Linked DNA regions of Mus musculus: all the other regions are linked to region 2. The links are chromatin contacts, called in public Hi-C maps. All regions are on one chromosome and are shown on one strand. The core of a region is the stretch at or near the end of the contact, and the rest is flanking DNA. Distances in the headings are between cores, read along the strand shown.

What was found. Hi-C and Micro-C count contacts between places; a contact is called where the count stands out from the background.
Region 1: a contact with region 2 is called in a Hi-C map of the N1E-115 cell line, with 2.6 times the contacts expected there. The contact joins two enhancer-like sites. A contact is called at or near these places in 2 of 484 Hi-C or Micro-C datasets (the N1E-115 cell line and brain).
Region 3: a contact with region 2 is called in a Hi-C map of the N1E-115 cell line, with 5 times the contacts expected there. The contact joins two enhancer-like sites. A contact is called at or near these places in 2 of 484 Hi-C or Micro-C datasets (the N1E-115 cell line and trophoblast stem cells).

Annotation. Positions count from the first base shown.
Region 1 is chr16:6,094,919-6,097,618 of GRCm38.p6, reverse strand. All of the region lies in intron 2 of Gm36824 (a long non-coding RNA gene), which reads left to right. It also overlaps a transcript of Rbfox1 not described here. Among named protein-coding and RNA genes, the nearest start is that of Gm36824, 10 kb to the left of the region's middle. Within about 2 kb of position 1,413, at least 21 of the 459 cell types and tissues checked have an H3K27ac peak or open chromatin away from gene starts, as enhancers often do. A contact at or near this core is called in the N1E-115 cell line, where this site is marked.
Region 2 is chr16:6,478,421-6,481,201 of GRCm38.p6, reverse strand. It overlaps a transcript of Rbfox1 not described here. Among named protein-coding and RNA genes, the nearest start is that of Gm36824, 370 kb to the right of the region's middle. Within about 2 kb of position 1,306, at least 32 of the 459 cell types and tissues checked have an H3K27ac peak or open chromatin away from gene starts, as enhancers often do. A contact at or near this core is called in the N1E-115 cell line, where this site is marked.
Region 3 is chr16:6,134,031-6,136,736 of GRCm38.p6, reverse strand. It overlaps a transcript of Rbfox1 not described here. Among named protein-coding and RNA genes, the nearest start is that of Gm36824, 29 kb to the right of the region's middle. Within about 2 kb of position 1,421, at least 2 of the 459 cell types and tissues checked have an H3K27ac peak or open chromatin away from gene starts, as enhancers often do. A contact at or near this core is called in the N1E-115 cell line, where this site is marked.

The DNA of each region.
Region 1 (2,700 bases), core at 164-2,663, 380 kb after region 2:
TCAGCCTCTTCTGGTACACTGGCTCCTATTATAGGGAGAATAAAGGAGAGATTGCTTTTAAAAAGAGAGAGGCTGCTTTTAATGACAGTTTCCGAACAGTGGCCTTTTGTACTTGAAGGAATTCACGATAAAGCTCGCTGTCAACTGACAGTAACATCAATGTCACAGCACAAAGGGACGGGTGTCCCTCAATAGAGGATCAACCCTGAGCCATTAACCAGTGCTGGGCAGCTCTGCCATCTTGGTGGACAGTTACTCTCAGGACAAGTGTGTGAGCAGAGCCAGAACTGTCAGAGTTGAGGAAGGCATTTCTCTTATCTCTGTGGTTATGTTTCCATCCTTCCTTGCTCCCCTCATTTCTCTGTCTGTCCTACTCCATCTCTCTTCAATTAAAATAAAAATGTCCCCCAGAGGTAACTAAAAGGAAATAAAACCCTCCAAGTATCTTTGCTACTAGAACGCCACTCACTGTAGACTTCCAGGATTCTGGAACGTTTGCCTTTGCTTCCCCTGTCCCCTGTCCCCTTTCTCTCTCTCTCTCTCTCTCTCTCTCTCTCTCTCTCTCTCTCTCTCTCTCTCTCTCTCTCTCTCTCTCTCTCTCTCTCTCTCTCTCCACACAGACACACACACACAGGCACACACATGAACATAGGTACATATTCTATTCCAGTGAAATATATAACCATTGCTTAGTGGACTCTGGGTTTGAATTTTGACTTCTCCAAATCTCTGCTGCCTGACTTTAAAAAAAGTGTATGCTGATCCTCTGTGACCTGTGTGCTTACCTGTCACACACAGAAGTAAAACTGACAGTACTACAGCTAGGTTTGCTGATAAACAAAGGAGGTTGTTCATGCATGATCCTTGGCACCACGCTGGACTGACCAAGTGTTCATGGGAGTGACACTGCATCTTACCATTATTTGGGTCACTGATGTTGATGATGAAGGGCCTGAAGTTTTAGAGGAGACATTCTGAGCTCATTGTCTTTCCCTAATGTTTCTGGCAACAAAGCAGGCCATCTAGTTCTCCCACCACTTTACAGGTGGTCTCAGATAATGAAAGACTGGGATTCTCACCATCCAGGAAACCAGCTGTCAGCATCGTGGTACACGAGAGAGACTGCCTGATTCCAGACCTGCCTTTGGCTCATTGTTTGGGGTGGAGTGATAATGAATATTGATTATCAACTTGACAGGATCTAGAATCAGCTATGAGACAAATGTCTGGACATTTGTCTGGGAGTTTCTAATTTAAGTTCATTGATTTGTGAAGATCCACTCAAAATGTAGATGGCGCTATCCCTCAGGCCAGGGGCCTGCACTGTGTAAAAGGAAGCACTCTGAACAGTGCTCACCTCCTTACTATCTGCCATGTGACCAGCTGGCTGCTACACCTCTGCCACTAGGCTTTCTCTACCACTGCACCCTTCAGCTGCTCACATCCCTGCAGCCATGCCTTCCCCATCACCCCACCCTACAGCTGTGAGTCCAGATAAGGCCCTCCTTTCTTCTGCTGCTTTTGTGAGATATTCTGTCACAGCAATGAAAAGTAACAGACTCAGGTTTTTTCTCACATGTTAGGACCAGAAGACTAGTACAAGTCTGGAGAGCTCTGAGGGGGCAGAGGAATGGAGGTCATTTTCTTGAACTTTCCAAGATTGACATGATGCCAAAGATCATGTCCAACCGTTGGAATGGCTGTATCACTTGCCATTTAAATGGCAATCTGCCTGCACTTGAGAGAGACTAATACAGGACAGGGCTCTGGGAAAAGCATCTGCTAATGTTGGAATATGAAATTTCTCTGACAGGCCCAGGTGATAAGGGCCTGGCCCTACTTAATGGCACTATTTTGTGAGATGGAGAAAAGTTCAGGAGCTAGGGGCCTCTGAAGTGGGCCTCTGATGGCTCTGTACCTATGACAGATACTTAATCATGGCCAGTGATCCCACTTCTTCTTCCACTCTTCTATGAGGTGAACAGCCATTGCTACCATGATAGTCAGCCTTGCTTGAAGTCACAGCACTAAGGCTAAGGAGTGTTAAGATGAAACCTCTGAAAGCAGTAACTGAAGTAAACCTTTTCTCCCCATAAGCTATTTAATTTCAGGCATTTTGTTATAGCATTGCTAAGCCTAGCTGAGAGAGACAAAAATAGAAGAGGTACTAGACAGCCTGGGCCACTTGCTCTCTTGTACACATATTTACACTAATAGGAATCCTGACTTGTGTTTCTGAGCTATCTATACAGTTTTAACATTTCATGTCCCTACAGTTTCCAGTTTCCTGACTCCTGAGGGAATTACCCTTCTTTCTGTCAGCCAAGAACTTTTTGAACCCAGCACATTACCAAATAACTGCCAACCACAGTAATACTGGTCTTCCTAGCTCCAAGATCGGATGAAGTGAGAGCTCCAAGTGCAGCCAAATGGAGGCCTGGCCATGGAAGAGAGTCCTTGGCTTGGGGGAAAGAGGAGAGCAGGAAGCTCAAATGATAGAAAGCTCAGTTTCCTTGCCTGTTCTTCCTCTTTTCCTTGTCTCAGGAGAAAAGTCTTCATCTTGCACAGGAGAAACTGACAACAAATCAAGAGACAGAAATGTATAGAGCCATGGCATAACTATCGAAAGTATGTGTCCCATGAAGAAGGAGTTATCACCTCCCTCACTATACCTAGAGATCCAGCCTCTGACACTATCTT
Region 2 (2,781 bases), core at 57-2,556:
GACTCTGTCTCAAAAACCAAACAAATGGAATGAAGACTGTGAGTTCCTCCTGTGTAGACTAATGCTGACATTTTAGCTTCCGGGCTCAACAGAGGTATGAAACACCTGCAAACAGGAGATGCCTTGATGGGACATCTATCAGTCCCCTCTTGTTACCTCCTCACCTTGTTACTGTGGTATCTCAGTTCACTCCTAACAGTAGCAAATACAGATTGGTAGAAAAAATTGCATGTTGTAACTATCCTATTACTATTAGCCACCTCTTACTGTGTCTCATTTGTAGGCTAAGTAAACACAATAACCCTGAGGCTTGATATTCTTGGTATTTTAGGGCATGTCCTGCGTGTCTTGGAAGAAGACATCACCATATAGAAGAGAGGTGCTGACAAACCACTTGTTCAAGGAGGAAAGCTGGCACAACTCTGAAAATATGCCTTTCAGCTAGATGCTTTCAGAGACCGGATCCAGAAGAGCTGGTACAACTACGAAATCGCCCCTTTCAGCTAGATGCTTTAGCGTCTGAATCCACTTTTCTGAAATGTTAGGACTCAAATTAGGCCACTTATTTGAAGGCATGAAGAACATAACGTGTATTCAATGAGCCTCCCAACAAAGCTTCCCTTCACAAATTTGCTTAGCACATACAATATCACATCTGGCCAGCAGATGGCAGAAGGGAGCTTTGTAAAAACTATCAAAACCAGCAAACACCAGAAAGGACCAGATAGATCTCTGAAATCTGTAACTTCCCGAAATAACAATCTTTCTGTACCCTCAAAATTGTACTCTCCGATAACTACATGTTTTAATTGCTAAACATGATGTTCTTTCCAAAAATGAGATGGCTTAAAGACACAGTGTATTAATATGTACTTACAAAAGTTTAGCATATTAAGGGTGCCCCCTTCAAGCAATAGGTATTGTGAAAGGGGGAGCACTAGGATTTAGGTCTAAAAGGGAAGATCACTGAGAGTCTATGATTTGTGTCATGTGGCTGGGGATTTAGCATATCAACTTTGTAAAAGTCAACAGAAATGGATTCAACTGCCCACACACTGGCCTTATAAGTAGGCATAGGGATGTTAGAAGGATTTAAAGAACATATTTTTGAGAAAGGATACTTCCTTTGGAAGAAAAAGAAAAGCGGAGAAAGCCTAGGGCCACAAAGGCTTCTCACAAACAAAGCTATTCTGAAGACAAAGCAAGCAAAATGCTGCCTCTGCCTTCTCTCCACCAGGACTGCATGCAGATCTCACAGGAACCATTTGGCTTTAACCCAAGGTTTTGGTCACAGGGCTTCAGTGCTGTCAATTTCAGCTGTGTACACAAGTGTGAGCCGGGGTGGGGGTGGGGTAGAGAGAGAGGGCCTTAGCTAAGGTGGTGGCTGATGCTTAACACAATGGGTCTGATCCCTGGGAGCCAGCTGTTCCAGGCAGGAGCCCCGTGATGAAGGTGAGCTCAAACCCAGGGTCCTTTAGCAAATAAGAGCTATGCATTGGTGCCACAGCAGGGACTTAATGAGAGTGCTTTTAATTAACTGTAAAAGTAATTACCCATATTAGATGTAAATCACACTTGTTTCTACAGGAGGTGAATGATTTCAGCACAGCTTTTAAGAATACTTCTTGAAGGGCTGTTAGTTGCCAATTCTCTCCAGGAGTCCATGTGCAAAAAACATAACAGGGCCTGGGGAAGCCAGCTCTGAGATATCTCCTTTCTTCTCTGCCAGGCACTGGAATGAATGTAGCCACACCCTCACCAAGGTTGCAGGCTCCAAAGAGCACTCCAGGCACACAGCACTCTTAGTGTGGAAGCTAAGGTGTTCTGTTTTTCACTTTAGATTTTTAGCCACTGGAATGATCTCCAGTCTCCCCCCACTGAATGGAGATAATTGCATGACTCAGACAAAACAATGGGGAGGAGGCATCTGGATGATAGCCCAGCCATAGAGTGCTCGCCTCTCCTTGAGTTCAATCCCTCAGGTCCTACTTAAATGTTGGACACAGTGGTTCCTGCACACTTGTAATCACAAGGCTGAGGAAGTAAAGCAGAGACAATTGGTCAGGGGGACACACTGGCTAGCCTGTCTACCTAGTGGGTGAGACCAACGAAGGACATTGTCAAAATAACAAAGGGACAAGAAATGACTCAACAGAGAAAGACTCTTGCTGCTAAGCCTCATGAATTGAAGTAGGGCTCACACTGTAAATGGATAGAAATGACTCTAACAAGTTGTATCTCCATATATACAAGTCACACATTTCCCCATATACATACTTACACACACACACACACAGATATACACACACACACAATACACAAAGATATACACATGGATACACACACATGCACACATGCATGCATCAAACATACACACATATACATGCATACATGGACATATTTACACGCACACACATGTTTAACACATGCACACATTCATGTGTACATGCACACAGGCATATACACCTACTCACAAATACACACACAAACATGCGTGTGTGCACATACACAGGATCATATACACACTAAAGCATAGAGTGCAGGAAGAAGTCCTTGGTGGTATGTGCCTGGGGTGAGCACATTCAAGGTGATATTATCCAGAGAAGGAACTAAATCAGTAAGGGGGTGACTTCACCCCATGTTCCCTGCAGAATCCACCCACACATAAGTAGGACTGTACTTATCACTGCCACAGAATCAAAATAGTGAGTTAGAACAGCTGGAGACCTATAGGGCTAAAGGAGACAGGGGACAGAGGGAATCCAGGGAACTGGGATGAAG
Region 3 (2,706 bases), core at 172-2,671, 340 kb after region 2:
CTATCTGACATTCCAAATGAGCAACCTTACTACTCACCCTCCTGACTGCCTTATTTCAATCTCCTCCTTCCTTGGCTCTCTTCTCCAAGGACTAAGAAAGAAATGCCATGCAAATTAGAGGTTCCTCGAGGTTCCCTTGCTTCTCTCAGACACAGGCTACATGACTGCATACTTCTTTGTAAGTCCTTGATTCTGCAACATCCCCCTAGGCCCTGAGTTTATGTATCCGGCGGGAAGGTAATAAACACACAAGCCATTTGGGAGCATATTTGTTTTCACCCCATTTCACAAAGTGCAGTTAATAAGCCTTTAATGAAGGAATGGTATGCTCTCTGTGCCTCTGTATAAAATCCAAACAGTGTCAAAACACCTCCACAATGACCCAGTGCAAGTGCCATGCAACTGAATACTGATGACTGAGCCAGGGAAGGCATCTCCTCTTCTAGCAGAGTCTCCAAGGTCAGGACCATTGTGCCTCATGACTGCTCTCTTAATGTGGTAGTGGGAAAGAGGAAAGGGACAGCATTAGCTCTTAAGACTACAACTCACTTGTTCAAACACAAAAGCAAACCCACTGACCTAGAAAAATAACTAGGTAGGTAAAATGCTTTCCACATGAACATGAGGACTTTAGTTCAATCCCTGGAACTCGTGCACAAAGCAAGGCAGGTGATGTGTGCTTGTATTTGGGTGCTGGGGATGCAGGGCTGAAAGATCCCTGGGGCTGGTTAGCTAGACAATTTAGCCAAACCACTGAGTCCCAGATTTCACAAGAAACTCTGTTTCAAAAAGAAACTGACAAAGACAAATATGGATGGCTCCTGAGAAGCACATCTGAGGTTGACCTCTGGCCTCTACATCAATGAATGCACATCTACATATGTACCTGTACAAACATGGGCAACCACCCATGTCCATAGGTAATACAGCAACAGCACACCACTGCCACCATAGAAGAAGCTACAGAGAGCTGTCACTCTTTTTCCTGTCACATAGGTGGCAGAGTGTCACTCAGTAAATGGAATCAAGTCCCAACTCTGTCACACACCCACCTGCTGTTGTGTGAGCCAAATGCCAGAAGTGGTGGCATTGCTACGCTGATGCAGATAATGTGCGTTAGGGTCTCATTACCACTGTGACTCTTACAAATATTGGCAGTGTACCAACAGGCTGATCTCGTATTTGTTTTAGGTACAGGTGTGAACTGATGGAGAATTGATTTCTGAACAAGGCCCTGAGAGGTCCCAATGGTGTAGGCAGAGAGAGTTAGCAAACTGATTAATGTCAGTGCCAAGCTAAAGAACGAAAAGAGATAAAAAACCACCAGCAGAATTACTTTTTCTAGCTGCTAAGTAGATAATAGGAATAATGAGACCACGTGATCGCCAACCCACCATTTGCACGCCGGCAGCCTCGATGGTGTGCAAGTCTGATTTTAAGCCACTGCTCTTTACAGAACAGCATGTAAAACAAGCCAGGCAGGAGGAGCTCTCTCCTCTTCAACCCAGTCCAGACACACACACCCTGCTGTGATCGCAAGGATGGGCTTTCTGCCTTGCAGCCATGAGCTTGGAAAACCTTCACTTTCTCTTTCCCTCCAAGCAAGGACTCCAGGAACAGAGCGAGGTTTGTACTAGACAGCTGCAAATTTCAAAAATAAATTAAAAACACTATTGCAGATAATTTGGCCACATCTTTGCTACTCACTGTCAAACCATGGGGCTCATCAGGCATTTGCAACTTCTAATTAGATGGCTGGAGATAAGAAAGAAAGACAAGAGAGAAAGGGACTTAGATGGTGCCAGGAGGGTCTGTCACTGCCGCTCTGAGTGAAGAAGGAGAGACACTGAATTTATCCTCCTTTTTGTTTGACCCATCCGACTTCTAGAAGATATTGTCAGTGGTTCGTCACATTTTTGACACCAGTAACATATGTGCTCTATCTAAAGCTCAACTAGAAGAAAATCAGGATGAAAATGGACTCCTGATCATTTATGTCTCCATTCGCTGCAGACTTCTCCAAGGTACTGAGGTGACACAGAAAATAGAACATTTAACCTAGCCTCTCGATAGAATACCATACTTCACAGTATGGATTTTAGAGCAGGTCAGCAATCTTTTCTCTCTCTCTCTCTCTCTCTCTCTCTCTCTCTCTCTCTCTCTCTCTCTCTCTCTCTCTCTCTCTCTCTCTCTCTCTCTCTCTCCTCCCATCCCATATGTGTGTGTGTGTGTGTGTGCGTGTGTGTGTGTGTGTGTGCGCGCGTGTGTGTGTGCGCACACATTGTCATGGAGGCCAGAAATCAACCTCAGGTCTCTTTCTCAGGAGACATTCATCTTATTTCCTGGGACAGTATCTCCTATTGGCCTAGAACTAACTCAGCGATTAGGCTAGACTGGTAGGCCTGTGAGTGCCATGGACACTCCTGTCTCTGCCTACCCAGTGTTGAGATAATAAGCACACTAGTGGATTCTAGGGATCAAATCCAGGTCTTCATGCTTACATGCCAAGCACTTCCCAAATGAGCCATCCTTCCCTTTCTTTAGTGGTGTATGTATGTGTACATGTGTAAGTGTGTGCAGCTATGCATGTATGTGTGCATAAGTCAAAGTCAACACCAGCATCCCTCTGTGCTTTCCATGCTATTTTGTGAGTGATGGTCTCTCAGTGGCCTAGAACTCACCAAATAGGCTCGGTTGGCTAAATAG